2 separate regions of the Delphinus delphis genome follow, and region 2 is linked to region 1. A link is a contact called in public Hi-C data. All regions are on one chromosome and are shown on one strand. The core of a region is the stretch at or near the end of the contact, and the rest is flanking DNA. Distances in the headings are between cores, read along the strand shown.

Region 1 (4,369 bases), core at 1,098-3,597:
TCCAGAAGCAATACCATTAAAACATTTTATTCTGATAGAGAGCAACAAAAAGAGTTGAAAATGACTACAGTTTTGTTGCAAAGCCCTTAGTCCACAGGCCCCCCTTTTGCTTAAATTTTCTCTACCACATCCTCAAGACTTTGCCCCCACGAGGCCAAGGATCGAGCAGTTGAGTTATGAGGGAACTGGAATGGCTTTGTGAGACTCCAGCAACAGGCAAGACTCTTGGGACTAATGCCCCCAAAGGATGTTAGTTTCTTAGCCTAACCAGTTGAGGTTAAACCGCAGAGGGGTCTAGGTACCATGACTGTCGGAAGTGTGTGGTGCTATGTGACACTGTTACCTCTACCTGTGGAATATCTGGATTGCGAATGAAGGACAAGTTTCTTGAGCTTCCGCTGCAGGACAGCAACAGCTTATTGCATGTGGGTTGGGTAGGATTGGATGAGGGAGCAGGTGTGCTGTGAGTCATTTGCCAGACATTTATTTTCAAACTTCTATCTACTCAGAAGCCAGTACCCTACAGTGAGATTCTGAATTTGCAGTGAGTTTTCCCCCAGAGATTTAAACGTGCACATATATACAAAACATTAGTCTAACAACAGCCTCTTTTTCCCTGGAGACATCTGATTTCCTCTATATGCCCCAGAGACATGTCACCATCTTCTCTGGTTATGATCCTGCTTCCCCTCCGCCTCCTTTTCTCCCTCCCACGGGGCCCATTCCCCAGCAGGATCCAGATTCCAGAGCATTCCCAGAACAGGAAGTCAGAGAGGCAGGCAACACATGGTCCTTGGTATATCATACAGCGACAGGCTTGAAATGGAATGCATATGTTTCAAAGATAAGAGAACAACAACAGAAAAAGACAGCCAAACCCAGCCTTCCAGATTCCTCTTTGAAACAACATGTTACAGATAAAAGGTTAAACTGTTTTTGGCAGCAATTCTAACAAGACCAATTTCAGATACGGAAGTGATCTGGTCACTGGAAACCGACCAGGGCTCGGCAATCTTTCAACAGATTCGCTGACATTAATTAGTCTCTGATTTAAAACAAACAAACAAACAAACAAGATCTAACACTTGGCATTAGCACTTAAGCTGGAACGTGTGTGTGTGTGTGTGTGTGTGTGTGTGTGTGTGTGTCTCCTGGCTTTAGTGTTGCCGTCCAGAAGGCTGAGGGGATGGCTGTACCATGTCAAGCAGGGCAAACAGAAGCTGTCCCCAAAACACCAGTTCCCTGAAAGGGATAAAACATGATCCGAACCTATAAACAGAAAGGCCGTTTCTTTCCCAGGACAGACCCCAGTCTGCCCCAACATTTAGCGTTGAAAAGGGACACGGAGGCCTGGAAGGAAATTAAATAAGGTGTGGAAGAGGGAAGGAAAAAGCAACTGTCCCCCATCCCCCATTCTTCTCTCCAGGCCATTAGTGTGCCAGGCAACCCATTCCTTCAGCTGCCCTTGAGGGCCACTCCCCACATATACTGTAGGAAAGGGAATGGGTGTCCGGACTTGGTGTAAAATTAGAGAGAGTAAGAAGCACCCGCGACCCAAAGCAGAGCGTCAACCTATCACCCCAGACACCAAGGCGGGGACCCGGGGAGGGAGACCCTTTTCTCTCCTCTCCCCCACGCCCCTTCTGGTTTAAAAAAAAAAAAAAAAGGTAACTTAAGTGGTGGGGACAGAGTGACAGGCATCTCAGAAGCTGGGCCCCCTGCCACGTGCACCGGGGCCGGAGAGAAGGTTGTCGCACCCCCAGCCCCAAGCTCCCCAGCTCTGCCTGCCCCATCCCACAAGCAGACAGGCGAGTGATGACCTTGGAGGCCTGAACGAGAACCCAGGAGTCCAGTGCCCTGCCCTCGGGCCACGAAGAGACCCCCAAGGCCCAGGCTGGGGGGCCAAACAGGGCAATCACGTGACACTGGACAGGGGCGGCCCTCAGGGTGCGCGGAAGGAAAACCCCAGAGAGGGACCGGACGACGCCTAAGGTGACCCCGAAGGGACAACATGGCGGCGCGGCCGCATTAAGGGCCTCTCATCCCGCCCCCAAGAGGCCGACGCCACGGTACCTGCGAGCCCTGCCATGGCGCCGCCGCCACCGCTGACGCCTTCGTAGCCGCAGCCTGCCACCACCTCAACTCGCCTCCGACGCCGCAGGAAGCAGGGGAGACGCCCCCTTCGTCTTCTAGTCGAGCCGACCGAGGACCCCTTCTGGGGTCGGGCTGCCTACGGCAGATGCCTGATAATACGACCTAAATTGGGGGGGTCTTCTATGCCCGATATCCTCCTAACGTGTGCCACAGATGACCATTTGAAGACTTTTTGCTAATGTGTTCAGAAATCTGGGGGTTCTGAAGTCTTCAAATCCGAAGAATTTTTGATCAGGCGCATCCAGGACAGCTCCGAATCACGCCCCCCCGCCTTGGTCCCCTCATACATATGCAGTGGATTGTGATCTTTACACATTTAGAGCAGAGGGGGCGTATCCTAGTCTCTGTAGGTGAACGATTGTTCGCTTTGGTCCTCGTGGATGACCCGTGTAATCTCTGAAAACGTTCCCGTGGCTCAAAGTCCGCCTCCTCCCTGGCCCCTTTACCAAGGCCAAAGATCAGGAGCGGAAATATTCCGGCTCAGAATTTAGGATTTGACTTGGGTCAGGACCTGACTCTTCTTGCCCTGTACTTTAGGCGAGCCACTTGCCCACCCCGACTGTTAGCTTCCCCGAATCTGATGAAATGCCTACTTCACAGGGTTGTTATAGGGATTAAATGAGTCAATGTATCTATTTATTAGCTAAATAAGCACATTCCTTGAGCGCTTACTGTGTGTAAATGCAGTGCTAAAGGCAAGAGGATAGAATGGAGCGTGAAATAGGCGCTGTTCTAATTCAAGGAGATGCCCGGCTACTGGGGGAGAGTGGGGGAGGGGTGGAAAAGCAATCATCAGATTACTTATATGTGCAATCTAAAATATGACACAAATGAACATATGTACGAAACAGACTCATAGAGAACAGACTTGTGGTTGCCAAGGCGGAGGGGGTGGGGGAGGGATGGATTGGGAGCTGGGGATTAGCAGATGCAAACTATTATACTGTATATAGAATGGATAAACAAGGTCCCACTGTATAGCACAGGGAACTGTGTTCAATATCCTGTGATAAACCGTAATGGAAGAGAATATGAAAAAGAAATGTATATATAGGTATAACTGAATCACTTTGCTGTACAGCAGAAATTAACACAACATTGTAAAGCAACTATACGTCAATAAAATAAATTTTTTTAATCATCAAATGATCACTATCTGTTAATAATTTAAATCAAATCAATATATAATTATGCATGATGGGAAATGCTGTGGGGGAATATGAAGAGTGCTATGAAAAATTAATGGAGGGGAATTCCCTGGCAGTTTGGTGGTTAGGACTCCATGTTCTCACTGCCGAACGCGCGGGTTCGATCCCTGGTTGGGAAATTAAGATCTTGAAGGCTGCGCAGTCTGGCCAAAAAAAAAAATTAATGGAACCCTCATGTAGTGGGAAGGGTAAGGGTGGAAACTCCTTGGGAAGCTGGCATTTAGGCTTAAAAACCAAAGATAGTTTTGTAGGGCAAGAGTGAGAGGGGAAATGTTGTAGGCAGAAAGAACCACTTGTCCCAGATGTGGAGGTGGGAAGCAGCAGCTGAGGGTGAGGAAGGAGCAAGTAGGGCAGGTAGTGCTACCTAATGAAGTTGGATTTTATCTTTATCTTTTTATCATTTTCATCAGGGGAATGATACCAGGTTTGGGTCTCTGAAAGTCCACCCTACATGGCTTGGAAAGCACTTTCGAGCGGGTGTGGGGAGACCAGCCAGAAGGCTGTTGTAGGTTTCCAAGTGCAAAGGAATGGTGACCCTGGAAGGTGGAGAAGTAGAGAATGTAAGATGGAATGTGGGTGGGTGTTGAGGCATTGGCAAAGACACCTAGATCTTTGCCTTGAGTATGAAAGAATGAAAGAGCCCTTGACTAAGGTGGTAAAGCCTGCAGCAGGCTCAAATTGAGGGGGAAGATCAAGAGTTTGGCTAAGAAGGTAAGTTTGAAAAGCCTGGGCAATGGTTGGGTGGAGAGGGTCAATAGGCCGCTTTATATGAGACTGGTGCTCAGAAGAGAGATCTGGGCTGGAGATACATATTTCAGTAACATCAGCACACAGTACACACATCATGGTGCTGGATGAGGTCCTAAGAAAGTGAAGGTAGATTAATAAGTAGGCAGAGGAAGAGCCAGGAAAGGAGGCTGAGAAGCAGTGACCCGTGGGGTAGGAGGAGGACCAGGTGAGCATGGGATCCCAGAGAGGAGGTTTCAGGAAGGAAAGAATGCTCAGTG
Region 2 (4,369 bases), core at 1,070-3,569, 240 kb before region 1:
GTGAAGACAATAGACTATGAAACACATATCTTCCTACAGACGACTTATTAATTACAAAGGAGAAAATGTCAACTTTACAGAGGAGAAACCTGGCAAACATCATGCTAACCAAGTGATCAAAGTTACCATCACCAATGGGACAAATTGACATCACGTGCCTCCTGATAGGATGCACTGAGAAGGACGTAACATCACTTCTTTTGCATAACATGAATGTAATCATGAGAAAGCACCAGGCAAGTCCAATATGAGGGACATTCTATAAAGAACTGGCCTTTACTAATCAAAAATGGCAATGTCACAAAAGACTGAAGAACTGGTCCAGATTGAAAGAAACTAAAGAGACATGACAACTATGATGCCACCTGTGATGCTGGATTGGGTCCTGGATGAGGAACATCTAGTTGGGGACAACTGGTGAAATTTGAATATGGACTCTAAGTGATAATTATACTGTGATTATGTAAGAGAGTGTCCTTTAATTAGATACTAGGAGACACACAGAAGTAGTTAAGGATAAAGGGTCATGATGACTGCAATCCACTCTCAAATGGCTCAGCAAAATAATAATAATATGTATTATTATTTGGGTTTGTGTGTGTATGTCTGGATACAAAGTAAGCAAATATAATAAAAATATTAGGAACTGTTAACTACAGGGAAGGGAATGTGAAAGCCCTTTGTACTATTGCTGCAACTTCTCTGTAAGTTTGGAATTTTTTCAAAATAAAAACTAAAAAGTGGGGCTTCCCTGGTGGCACAGTGGTTAAGAATCCACCTGCCAATGCAGGGAACATGGGTTTGAGTCCTGGTCCGAGAAGATCCCACATGCCGCGGAGCAACTAAGCTCATGCGCCACAGCTACTGAGCCTGCGCTACAGAGCCCGCGAGCCACAACTACTGAAGCCCGCGCACCTAGAGCCCATGCTCTGCAACAAGAGAAGCCACCGCAATGAGAAGCCCATGCACCGCAACGAAGAGTAGCCCCCACTCGTCACAACTAGAGGAAGCCCATGCGCAGCAATGAAGACCCAACACAGCCAAAAATAAATAAATTAATAAAATTTTAAAAAACAAACAAAAAACTAATAAGTGTTCAGGCTGTAGAGTCAGGCTGTTTGAATGCTAACTCTGCCACTCTTTGGTGTGTGTCCTTTAGAAGCTATTAATGTAGCTTCTGTACGATGGGGGTAAGAGAACCTGCTTTGTAGAGTTGTTGGAAAGAGCACATAAGAAGCTAAGAATAGGGACTTCCCTGGTGGTCCAGTGGTTAAGACTTCACGCTCCTAATGCAGGGGGCCCTTAGTTCGATCCCTGGTCAGGGAACTAGATCCCGCATGCTGCAACTATAAGATCCCACATGCTGCAACTAAAAGATTCCCACATACCGCAACTAAGGGTTTTCTTGCCACAGCTAAAGATCTCGTGTGCTGCAACTGAGACCCGGCACAGCCAAATAAATAAATAAATACTAAAAGAAAAATCAAAAGAAACTAAGAATAATGGCTAACACTACCAAGGGCTTACTCTGTGCCCAGCACTGTGCTGGGTGTGTGCAAATGTCCCAGGGTAAAGTCTTTGTTTCTGGCAGAGCCACAGTCAAGTGGTGACTACCACTGGTGTTGTCACTGTTGGAGCCCATCACAGGGACAAGCACATAGTGGGTGCTCAGTGATCATTTATTAGTTAAGCGTAAGCTGAGGTTTGACGTTGGAGCCCTTCTGCTATGGCGAGTCCAGAAATGACAGATGCTGTGCAAGGGGAGAGACCAAACTTGGTCCCTCCAAACCGCGATGCACTTGGGGTATGGGAAGAAGTCACGAGAACGTCAGCTCACCCCTGCTGCCTGCTCATGATGTCCTGGAGAAGCTTGCGGGCAGACAGCTGGGCCAGCACCTTCCGGTAGCTGTTGGTGAAGATGGCGTCTGCGTACCTCGGCATCCTAGTGGAAGGAGTCAGAGGTCAAAAGGCAGGGTGGGAGGCCCAGGAGGGCTGTGCTCACGGGGTCTCTATAAGGTCCTTCTGTGGCCTGTCCCCAGAGAGAGCTGGAACCTGGGCTGAGTGACCTCTCTGGGGCTCAGAGTCTGCCTCCCTCCCAGAGATGAGTAGTGGAGGCTGCCCGAGGAGATAGCTGGGGACCAGCTGGTGGCTTGATTCTGCACCCCCTAAGTAGCAACCCTGGCAGGGCTGGCTTTGGGGTGGCAGGAATACAGCAGGCCCTGTTGTCAGGACTGCTTACCTGAGGGGCTGGGAGGGTGGGGAGCCGTGGGAGCCGCTGCTGAGGGTGAGGGTCACGAGGAAGAACACCCAGAGCAGCATCCTTCACCCCTGTGCTGGCACCTGGGGAGTGACAGGAAGAAAAGGTCAGGTGAAGCCATAGCCACTGGGATGTCTTTTGCTGGGTGGGCCCAGCCCTGGGCTTGGCTCCATGCAAGTTTGGCCCTTGTCTTTTGGAAGCTGTTGGGTAGGAAAAGGAACCCAGACACACCCGGGTTCAAGTTCTGCCTCTGATAGTCACAAGCTCTGACCTCATTTTTTCCATCTGTAAAATGGGCATGATAAGGCTACTCTGCTGACCTCACAGGGTTGAACATAAAATGAATGATAATGGTGAAACTGCCCCTCCTTGTAAGGCCTTATACATGGGATTCAGGCCTCAGCAAGGAACAGGGGAGGAGCAAGCACCTTCCCCTAGTCACCTAAGTCACCCACCAGCCCAGTGTGGCACTGACGGTATTGAACAGGGCTAACAGCTCAGGCTCTGAGTCAGACAAATCTGAGTTCACATCTGGGCTCTGCCGTCAGTAGCTGTGCATCCAGGACTAGTGGCTTCTCCTTTCTGGACCTCAGTTTCTCTATCCATAAAATGGAGTCAATAACTACACCTACTGCATAGGGTCCTTGTGAGTATGAGGTGAGATGAGGCACCTGAAGTGAGCGCTTGGCACGTGGGCAATTCTCCACACACCTCTGCTCCGACGACCTAATGCTCAGGGAGCAGGCTGTCCTGATTTTGTGAGGAGTCGGAGGAAAGGGAGGAAGGCTATACATCTTGCTCCAGATGCTTAGATTTTGCCCTGGAAGAGGCCAGGGAGCCTGGGGAGCCCGTGAGGCAGAATCATCTCATAGATCATGTGATTGTTCTTCATTGGGGCCTGCTGACACCGTGCTCGGCAATTAGGGGAAGAACAGTCTACAGGGAGAGAGCTGCCTCGGCTGGGGCGGTGCCCCTACTGTCAGACCACGGTGTGGAAATGGCGGGCCTCGGAGTGACTCAGCCATCTCAGATCTGGGTCTTCTCATCTCCCAGGGGCACCCCCTCTCAGCAGGATGTGCCCTCCATGGGGATACAGACCCCTCCGGAGGCTCAGCCAGCCCCTGGGAGGGCAGGACCCCTCATGTTCCACCATCTCCCCGCATCACTCCATGTCCAGCTGGTCCTGCTGAGGAGGGGTTTCCGGCAGGCAGGGCCAGCCCTGAGGGAATCCACTTCCTTTCCCGGGCTCACTTGCCCTCTCAGGGCATCACCCCTCTTCTCCCAGACACTGGGGTCTCGACTAACCCAGGGATGCCCTGAGACTCCAGGAAGCACGCTGGGGACTGCTCAATGCTGCCCGAGACCCCTGCACCTCCAGAGCAGGAGGGAGCAGCCAGCCAGGCCTCAATCATCAGCCCCTCTTTGACGTGCACCCCTTCATCCTCCCCGTCCAAAGACAATGCTCCAGTTTCAGCGCAAACACTTGCTGCTGCTGAGTGACAGGGAGCTCACTACTCTAAGCCAGTCTGTCTTATTTCCAGGCAGCTCTTGCTTTTAGGAAGTTTTTCTCGTTGCACCAAGTCCAAGTCCCCTTATCCTGCAAATACTTGTTAAGCGTTTACTATTCTGCTAAGGATTGGGGCTAGAGAAAAGATGAGACCGTGGTGTCGGCCCCACGGGCTGCCCCTTTGACATCCACCTGCCGTGCCTCCCAGACCTTCTGCGCCTTCATCAACACGACAAGCCCTTTAGGTGCGTTTTGCATCTGACTTAGAACTTGACCCCCCAGACCAAGGATCTTCAGTCTTCTGTCCTCATCACACACTATCACACCTGGCCCCCCTTTCCCGACCTGGTCCACTGCTGGAGTTTCCTAAGTAAGGAGATCTTTGGAGGCAAAGGGGTCTCCTTGACATGACCACTGTTCTTCTGTCTCCCAGCTGCATCCTGGGATTTCTCGCGTTCTTTCCTGCTGATCTTGTAATGACCTGAGCACATCCAGGCCCCCAGTCACCTCACTCACCCCTCCGAAGCCCGTGACACCTCACCCCCTCCAGAGCGAAGCCCTGACCCCTGTTTTTGGCCTAAGCTCCACGTCAGCCTCCCCACCCG

What was found. Hi-C and Micro-C count contacts between places; a contact is called where the count stands out from the background.
Region 2: a Hi-C map of muscle shows a contact between it and region 1, with 2.2 times the contacts expected there. The contact joins the promoter of GHRH here to the promoter of BLCAP in region 1. A contact is called at or near these places in 3 of 3 Hi-C or Micro-C datasets (lung and muscle).

The regions. Positions count from the first base shown.
Region 1 is chr15:21,700,961-21,705,329 of mDelDel1.2, reverse strand. It overlaps BLCAP (BLCAP apoptosis inducing factor), which reads right to left and starts at 2,347. Exons shown (of 2, transcript XM_060030812.1): 1 at 2,074-2,347.
Region 2 is chr15:21,940,259-21,944,627 of mDelDel1.2, reverse strand. It overlaps GHRH (growth hormone releasing hormone), which reads right to left and starts at 2,319. Exons shown (of 4, transcript XM_060032729.1): 1 at 2,240-2,319; 2 at 1,838-1,942. The coding sequence starts at 2,319.